Linked DNA regions of Mus musculus: region 1 is linked to region 2. Evidence: chromatin contacts called from public HiChIP or PLAC-seq data. All regions are on one chromosome and are shown on one strand. The core of a region is the stretch at or near the end of the contact, and the rest is flanking DNA. Distances in the headings are between cores, read along the strand shown.

What was found. HiChIP or PLAC-seq counts read pairs in DNA pulled down with a chosen protein or histone mark.
Region 1: an H3K4me3 HiChIP or PLAC-seq map of bone marrow-derived macrophages shows a contact between it and region 2, with 4 times the contacts expected there. The contact joins two enhancer-like sites. A contact is called at or near these places in 11 of 39 promoter capture datasets (the 3T3-L1 cell line, cranial neural crest, embryonic stem cells and 6 more), 2 of 115 datasets of contacts at active chromatin or transcription factors (bone marrow-derived macrophages and embryonic stem cells) and 2 of 9 other capture datasets (adipose tissue and embryonic stem cells).

Annotation. Positions count from the first base shown.
Region 1 is chr12:52,684,650-52,689,004 of GRCm38.p6, forward strand. No RefSeq gene overlaps it. Among named protein-coding and RNA genes, the nearest start is that of Akap6, 13 kb to the right of the region's middle. Within about 2 kb of position 2,877, at least 6 of the 459 cell types and tissues checked have an H3K27ac peak or open chromatin away from gene starts, as enhancers often do. A contact at or near this core is called in bone marrow-derived macrophages, where this site is marked.
Region 2 is chr12:52,124,516-52,128,796 of GRCm38.p6, forward strand. All of the region lies in intron 3 of Nubpl (nucleotide binding protein-like), which reads left to right. Among named protein-coding and RNA genes, the nearest start is that of Nubpl, 29 kb to the left of the region's middle. Within about 2 kb of position 2,201, at least 29 of the 459 cell types and tissues checked have an H3K27ac peak or open chromatin away from gene starts, as enhancers often do. A contact at or near this core is called in bone marrow-derived macrophages, where this site is marked.

The DNA of each region.
Region 1 (4,355 bases), core at 1,627-4,126, 560 kb after region 2:
TATGCATGCATATGTTCTATGTGCATACAGTAACTACAGAGCCCAGAAGAGTGTACCATAGTTCCTGAAATTGGAGTTGTAGACTGTTCTGAGCAGCCATGTGGGTACCGGGAACTAAGTCTGGGTTCTCTGGAACAATAGTCAATGCATGTGTATACTTGAGTCAACTCTTCAGACCTTTATTTACTTTCAAAAACAAATATTTAAAACCCATTGTGTCCACTCAATACTGCATGTTCATGGGTGTAGGACCATTCCCTGGAACATGGGCAGCTTCTCAGGGCCAACATCCCTAAAGAAAACTGACAGCCCATCTTTGGCAGCTTCCAGCTGTCATTAGTCCTTCAGCTGGGCTTGGAGCTTCATGAGCCCTCTTCCATTCATGCTGGAATATATACTAGCTCGATCTCATTCAGGTCTGGTGCATAGCATGATATCTTACTCTTTGAAGCTGGACCTCTCTCTGAGCCTCTTGACTTGAATGATGGTCCAGATCTTTATTCTAGAACTGCCAAAAATATGTTTTCTGTGTATATAACAGGAAGAAACAAGAATAGTATTTGGACTATGCTTTCTATTCCAAGCCTATGGCAGAGTTAAATGTCACTTCACTATAATTAAGAAACTGATTTCTTGGAGATTAGAAAGATAGATCGGCAATTACCAGCACTTGCTGCTTTTGCAGAGACCTGGGTCCAGTTCCAAGGAATCTGAAGCCCTCTTCAAGCTTCTTTGGGCATGGGCTGCACTCACATGATGTACATCCATACTCTCAGGCACACACACATCTAAATAAAGTAAACCATAAATAAATTAAAAAGAAAAGAACTGTTTCCCTATTGCTTGGAATAGCCTTGGATATTGATAGACTCATCAAAATATCAATGTGTCAGGCCAACCAGTGTTTTCTTTAGTGGTAGAAAATAACATCTCTTGAAGGGAAAGACACATTTTAAAACTGTTTTTCCCCCTTCTGTTGATGAATGATTGGCCCGGAATCTCTATGGAATATATTTAACACAGCTAAAATATGTTCCAACATTCAATGAGGAAACCATTTATACCATTAAAAACTTAAAAATAATAAATAAGATTAAGATATATTTCTAGAAGCAGCTGAGTCTGAATATTACCCTTTCAGTAATAGGAATAAAGATAACAAATAACATTTACATACAGCTTTAGAGTTCACAAAATGCCTGGTGGATTTGCCACTAGGTCCATTTTAGGGAGATCACTACATTAAAGTTCTCCCAAGGAGCAGGCTATCTATCAGTATATAAATTACATTATATAAAGTTACAGAAAGATATTTATCAGATATTTATACTTTTGGAGGCTGGAAAGTCAAATAATGGTCATCTGTTAGTCATGAAGGCAGAGAAAAGCTCATCTTCTGTAAAGAAGCGGGAAGCCTCAGGGATATCAAAAATGCAGTCATGATCCAAGGTTGAAGGGAGCCCAAGGAGAGTCATTGGTGTGAGTCCATGTTAAAAGCTGAAGAAGCTGGAGTCAGCTGTTCACTGGCGAAAAGCATCACCAATAGCCCTGAACTGAGTTTGCAGCCAGATTTCAAAAGCAAGCCTGAGACACCTGGCAAAGTCAGAGATGGCTGGCATGGTCAGTGCAAATGCAGCCCATATGAAGGTGGAACAGACTTTGAAGGTGAAGCTGGAGTGGTAACTCCAGGATGTTGGAAGTGCCAGGAACGTAGGACTTGGAAGTCAGAGTAAAGAGTGGAGCTAGCCTGAAAGAGGAGCCATGCTGGCTATTAACTAGACCCCAGGAATCAGGATGCTGCATGCCCACTGATACAGAGACCCAGGTCTAGTGCTAGTCCTGCTGAGGCTTGGTCTTGCTTTCACTCAGTTCTTCCCTACAGTTCTCTCTAGTTCTCCCTTTGTAATGAGAATACTTATTCTATGCCATTATATCTTGGATTCATATATAACTCTAATTTTGATCTTATATACTTTGGTCTTTTGAAAAATGCCACATCTGTTATGACTCTTCCTCTGACCCCATCTTGTGTCTTCTTTTCTGTCTTTCCTGGCGGCCATGGCATGAGCTCCTCTGTCCTGCTACTCTCTTTCTCCTGCAATGCACAGATGCCTCTGAAGCTGTCAGCCCCCCTTCCTGTAAGTGCTTGGTAGATATTATTGTCATAATAGCATTTGTCCCATTGGTAACATTGCTAGTAAGTTACTCCAAACCTCACAGTTGAAATAATTAGTGGTGTTTTGTGGTTCTAGCGGCACCTAGTTTTGCAGCTTCTTATCCTATACATCTGTTATGTTACTTAACTTTTCTGACCTGCCACTATGTGACTCTAGAACCAAAAAAAGGAAGAGGGTGTCTTTGGCACCAACAAAGAGCTGTCTGTGACAACTGTCTCAAAACTACCACCCTGGATCATTGTATTTACAGATTCATCCTGACTCGCAGTCGGCTAGTTGATGGATCTATGTAATAAGCAAAGATTTGATGTCTTGAGACTCTGTACTTTTCCATTTCTCAGCTCAGGTCCATTCCTGGCAAACACTGAGCTTGACAAGATCAGAAATCAGGAATCAATCAGGAATCAGGAATCAGGAATCAGGAATCAGGAATCAGGAATCAGGAATCAGAATCAGGAATCAGGAATCAGGAATCAATCAATCAATCAGGAAATCTGTTCTGGAGAGAGTCAAGGGAAGTTTCAGGACATCGATAACGCAATGAAGAGCCAGAGCCGACAAATTTCGCTCTGTGAACATTCTTCTCTCCCACTCTTGGGAACAGAGCTCTTAAGTGTCCACTGCACAGAAGTGGAGAACCCACATTTTCTGTTCTCTGGGCTGACAAATCAGACTGCTCTGAGAAAAGCTGCTTCTCTTTTTGGAACACAGCCAAGTGGAACTTCCCTGTGACCCTGAGAGACGGAGTGCTGCGTTATAGAGAGCTCACCATGCCTACACAGGAAGAAAGGACAGTGTCCGACTTGTTTGTTTAAAGGACAGGCTGTGGTCCCTCACCCTCACATTAACAAATGCTGGGAAACGAAGATTTTCCTGATGTATCTTAACCATTCTCTGTTGGTCTGTGAGGAAGTGTGTCGTCATCTCAGAGTGCTTAGTTGTGCTTTTGTGTACATTTATTTGGATGAGTGTTCTAACTTCTTTTCTACATCTGCTAACAAGATAAAGGTATGCTCTCTATTGGATTGCTCCTTTTTGGAAAAGACAAATATCATGCTAACTAATTTCAACAACTATTGGAAGATAAATAATCAGAGCTAGTATGGAGCATATGTTTTTGGTTAATAATATTAGCATGGAGATGGAATTAAGGTTTGTGAAGATGAGGATAGAGATTAGACAGACTTTGAAAAGGGAAAAATTGATGTGGGTAAAGTAGCTGGGAGGGGATGGGAGGGGAAAGGTGGGATAATGCTAGAACCACAGACTCTATAAATTGTTAAAACTATAAAAAATTCAGTTAAGAGGTAAAAAGAAAGGAGAATAAGGTTGTGGCAGGGGGAAATATATATAAATAAGAGAGGTCTTGTCCCGGTTTGTTTTGCATACTGCTATGATAAATTCCGTGACCCAACGCAACCTGTCCTAGTGGAGAAAAGTATTTATTCACTTTATTGTTACAGTCTATCAGAAATGGAAGGGAAAACTCAAAGCAGGTACTGGGAGGCAGAGGCTATGGAGAACACAGCTCCACATGGCTTGCTTAGTCTGTTTTCTTTAACAATCCAAGACCACCTACCCAATGGTGGCACAGTGGTCTGGGTCCTCCCACATCAATCACTAGTCAATAAAATGCCACACAAACTTGCCTATAGGCTAATTCGATGTAAATGTTTTCCCAACTGAGGTTCCTTCTTTCCAGATGACCAGAGCTTGTTTCAAGTTGTTAAAAAACTAACCAGCATAGGAAATCTATGAGATATGGGTGACAGATATAGCAAATAGTGACTTGATTAGGCTGGTTGAAGAAGCATATGCAGCGAATTTAAACCCCAAGCAAGCATATACCAATAGATGCAAAACCACCATGAGATGTATATGTATATGTGTATGTGTATGTGTATGTGTATGTGTATGTGTATGTGTATGTGTATATGATGTATGTGTATGTGTATGTGTATGTGTATGTGTATGTGTATGTGTATATGTATATGTATATGTATATGGGAATGGAGATTAATTAGGAGGAAATGAGCAATACAAAGATACTCACAAATTCTGGCACAGCTACACTGAGCTGAAAGGGGAAGTGTTCAGATCCCTCTGGCTCTTGCAGGCTTCACTGGGTGCTGTGTGTTGGAAGGATTATTGGGAGCCATTGGTCTCTACAGCCTCCGT
Region 2 (4,281 bases), core at 951-3,450:
GACTTAAGGAAACCAGGAAGGCCAGCTAGTGCTGATGCAGTAACCTGGGCTGAAGATAGGAAGACGCTTGGACTGTGATGTGGGTAAGTTGGTAGTTTCTATAAGTGCCGTGAAGGAAGGACTTCCTGCTAGTAGGTTGAGGATGGTGAAGGAAAGGTAGCATGGGTATCTGATAACATCTCTTTCCTTTAGTATAGTAACATACAGATAACACAAATTTACCTTTTGAAATGTACAGTTCATTGGTGTCAGCTACATTTACATTGTTATGTAATCATCACCCATGTCTTTCCCCCCAGACTTTAGTATATTCCCAAACTGAAACTCAGTATTCATTAACAATAACCCTCTCATCTCCTGGTAATGGCCCATCTACTTTCTTTCTCTGTAAATTTGATGACTCTATATACCTCACCTCATACAAGTGGAATCATAGAATTGCCTTTTGTGCCTGGTTTATTTCTCTCTGCAGTATGGTTTCATTTATATTGAATTTAATTTGTAGGACTGTGTTTTTACTTTTAGCAACTGTGTGAATGCTAGTCGTCTTTCTGAGATGGAAACAACCTGTGAAGTAGAGATAGATAGTTAAAGTCACTTCTCTTTTACATACATTAAGTTCCAAATGCTTAGAAGACACTTGAGAGTATTAAGGAAGTCCAGAGTTCAGAGGGGAAGTTGGGGCTATGGATTTAAACTTGCATATCATCAAAGTACAGGCAGCATGTAAGACTACTTAGAAGGAAAAATAGAGTTGAGAAAATGATCTTTTTAGCAGTTTGTATATTTTGAGGATGTGGTAGAGGAACATAGGTCTAAGATTCGACCAAGTTGTTAATGATGTAAAAAAAATTGACATGGGTTTTAAAATATCCTAATGGATTTTAAACAGTTGTATTCCTTATTATTATTATTATTATTATTAATTCCCTTACTTTCTTTTCCTTTTTTTTAAAGATTTATTTGTTTTATGTATATGAGTACACTATAGTTCTCTTCACACACACCAGAAGAGGGCATCGGATCCCATTACAGTTGGTTGTGAGCCACCATGTGATGGCTGGGAATGGAACTCAGGACCTCTGGAAGAGCAGTCAGTGCTCTTAGTCGCTGAGCCATCTCTCCGGGCCTAATTCCCTTACTTTCTTTGGCTTAAAATAGTGGCAAGCTATTTTATTTTCCGTCTTCTTTGAGGAATTAAAGGGTCAGGATGGATTGAGTGTTGACTAGAGGGATTGCGCCCCAGTGGCACACAGACTGGAAGTACCACCTTGGCAGAGACAATTAGGAACTGAATAGATGCCAGTGCTAATAGGATAGAAGGGCCTTGATCACGAACAGAGTATTCTAGTGAGCAAACCAGCTGTGTGTGACGAAAGGTGGCTTCTCTCCAGGGCAAGGTGTTTGGGGAGAGACTTGTGCTTGCTCTTTTCTTTATCAGCAGAGGCTTTTAAGCTAGATTCCTTGCCTCTCTTCTTTTCCAGAGGACTAAGTTTCAGAGGGAAGACCACACCACCTTGGTGGGATGGACAGGGTGGAGAGTGTGTGCAAATGCTAGGCAGGACTCCCAGAAGCACTGCTTCACAGGCCGTGAGCAGGAACTTAGCACTATTTGTTTTTATCCTTTTAATAAAAACCAGCTTGATCAGCTCCCAGTTTTGTCTTTACAATCTTCATTCCACAGGGCTTGTGAATTCAGTTCTTTAAAAAAATTGCCCCATTTTTATGTTTTGTGTATCAGATCATTTCAAAAGTAGTGTGCTAGGAGAAATTGTTCCCTCTATTATAAAACAAACGCAAAGGAAATATGATTTTATTTTGCTAAGAAAACATTATGATCAGAGAAAGGAAAATTTGAAAATCTTACTCTGCTAAGTACCATTTTTCAAGGAGGAAATGAAGTCAGGAAAGAATAGCCCTGTTTGGAAGCAAGTCCTATAAATGGATCAGGAGTAGCTAACATCTGCCTCTGAGAAGGCTGCAAGGCTGCTGCTTGTCCTTGGCTAGGGCTCTGACATTTTCACAGGCACTATGAAAATGACTGGGGTAATATAGATGTTTTATTTTTATACATGATTAGATAGGGAGGACGGAAGCCAGCTGTTAAGTGTGTGTCTCGTGAGTCACTGCAGGAAATATGACAGAAGCCGTAGTAAATCATAGGTGGCAGGGCAGGGATGACTAGATGACCCTCTTGTGTCTCATGGTTAACTATTGCTTTTGGCTCTGATGGAATTGGGAAGTTAGCAGATCCCATCACACAGCCTGTGGTTTTATGAGTTACTTTGTTAAGCTGAACTAACAAGGCATTCCTTTGACTGTGTTAGTGACTCGCAGATGTACATTAGACCATGTGGTGGGAATTATGGGTAAAGTGGTGAAAAAGGCCATCCAAGCTGTGTTACAGAAGGGAAGTCCTGGTGTTAGGGAAGCAAACCGATCCTAACCTGAGGGCTCAGAGAAGTTGCCCTGGACGAAAACCATTCCATTGCCTTCTATAACCACCATTCCATTCTCTTTCCTAATTCCATTACGCTTTTTCAGAGATATAGTAACTGTCACTGTCCCTTCTTAGTTATATGTTACTCATCTCCTTCCATGTCTCTCTCCAGTTTGAGTGAAAACTTTAGGGAGCTAGAATTTTGGAATTGGAATTTAGAATTTTTGTTATCACAAATTTGACTTTTTTTTTCTGGAATGGGGAGTGTGGTTTTGTTTGTTTTGTTTTGAGACAGGGTCTTACTAAGTAGGTCTTGTTGGCCTTGAACTTGCTATGTAGCCTCAGGAAGGTTTTGAACTTCCAAATCTCTTAAGAGCCTCTGCCTCCTCTATGCTTTGATTATAAACATCTACATTTGTCTATTTTAATTTTTACTCTGTGTATATGGGTGTTTTGCTTGTATATCACAGATGTCTGGAAGTCATAGCATTGTTATTTTATTATTATGTTTTAGGTGATTTTTTTGTATTCTAATGAAAGAGAAAAAGGAAGGGTATGGATTTGGATTGGTGTGGAAGTAGGGAGGATATGGGAGGAGTGGGGGGAGGGGAACCATATTAGAATACATTGTATGAAAAAAGTCTGTTCTTAATATAAATAATAATAATAAATAATAAATAAATAATAATAATAAAAAAAACTGAGCACAAGTATATCAGGGTTCTGGGGTAGCTTCCTACATTTTTTGTAGGGTGGCTGTTGCAGTCATTTGCAAAGGAGAAGAGAAAGGGTGTGTTCCCCTGTGGTTGGTTTTGTTATGGAGGAAACATTTCATTTGGTCCTTTCTAGTTTCACTGACCATGACTGATTCTTTGACCATCTTTTAGCTGCATGAGAGGCTAGACAAGTATAGAATCCAATGTTTTCAAAGAAGTAAACTCTGTATGAAAAGGAGGGGTGGGAGTAGGGGCTCTTGTGGTTTGAATGAGAATGGCCCACATAGGTTCTTATACTTTCATGCTTGATCACCAACTGGGAAGGATTAGGACGTTGGAAGGCGTGTGTTACTGGGATGGGATTTGAGGTCTTAAAAGCCCATGACATTTTTAGCTTGCTTCTGCTCTTTCAACCTCACCCCTACTCATGTTTGTGCACCAATAAGTATGTTCTCAGCTGTTGCTCCAGCATCATGCTTGCCTACATGTTGCTATGCTCCTCACCATGATTGTCATGGACTGTAGCCCTCTGGAATCATGAGTCCCAAATTAAATGCTTCCCTGTAAGTTACCTTGGTCCTGATGTTTTATCTCAAGGCAATAGAAAGATAACCAAGACGGGAACTTAGGATCTAAAGGTAACCACAGATGGTCATATGTTAGAAGAAAAATGTCTAAGGGAGATCTGTTTAAGATGTAAGGAAGAAAGGAAAGGGGTTTGAAGATGACTTTGGGTGTTAGAGATGAATGAAATGAGTTTCCAGTGTGAGGTTGAATTGGATCTTCCTTTCTCACTTGAACTGCTCACTCACTTGGATCTACGTCTTGATGCCTGGGACCTTATGACCTCACTTTCAAACCACCAAATTTAGTAGAAAAGCGGGGAGGCAGGTTGAGTGAGTTTTGTGGGTTAATTCTACTTCTATGAGCAGCACTTGCTTGCTGTGTAAGTGTCATCTGGGAGCTTGTTAAAATCAGTCAGAGTCTCTGGGGATTGGTGTTTTTAGGTCTGGGGCTTGGCCATCAATTTTGTTAATAAGCTCCCAGGTGAGTCTGATACAGCCAGCTTTTGGGGACTCGGTAGAGAAACGATGGCCTTTGGATTCTGATAAGCTCACCCTCTGC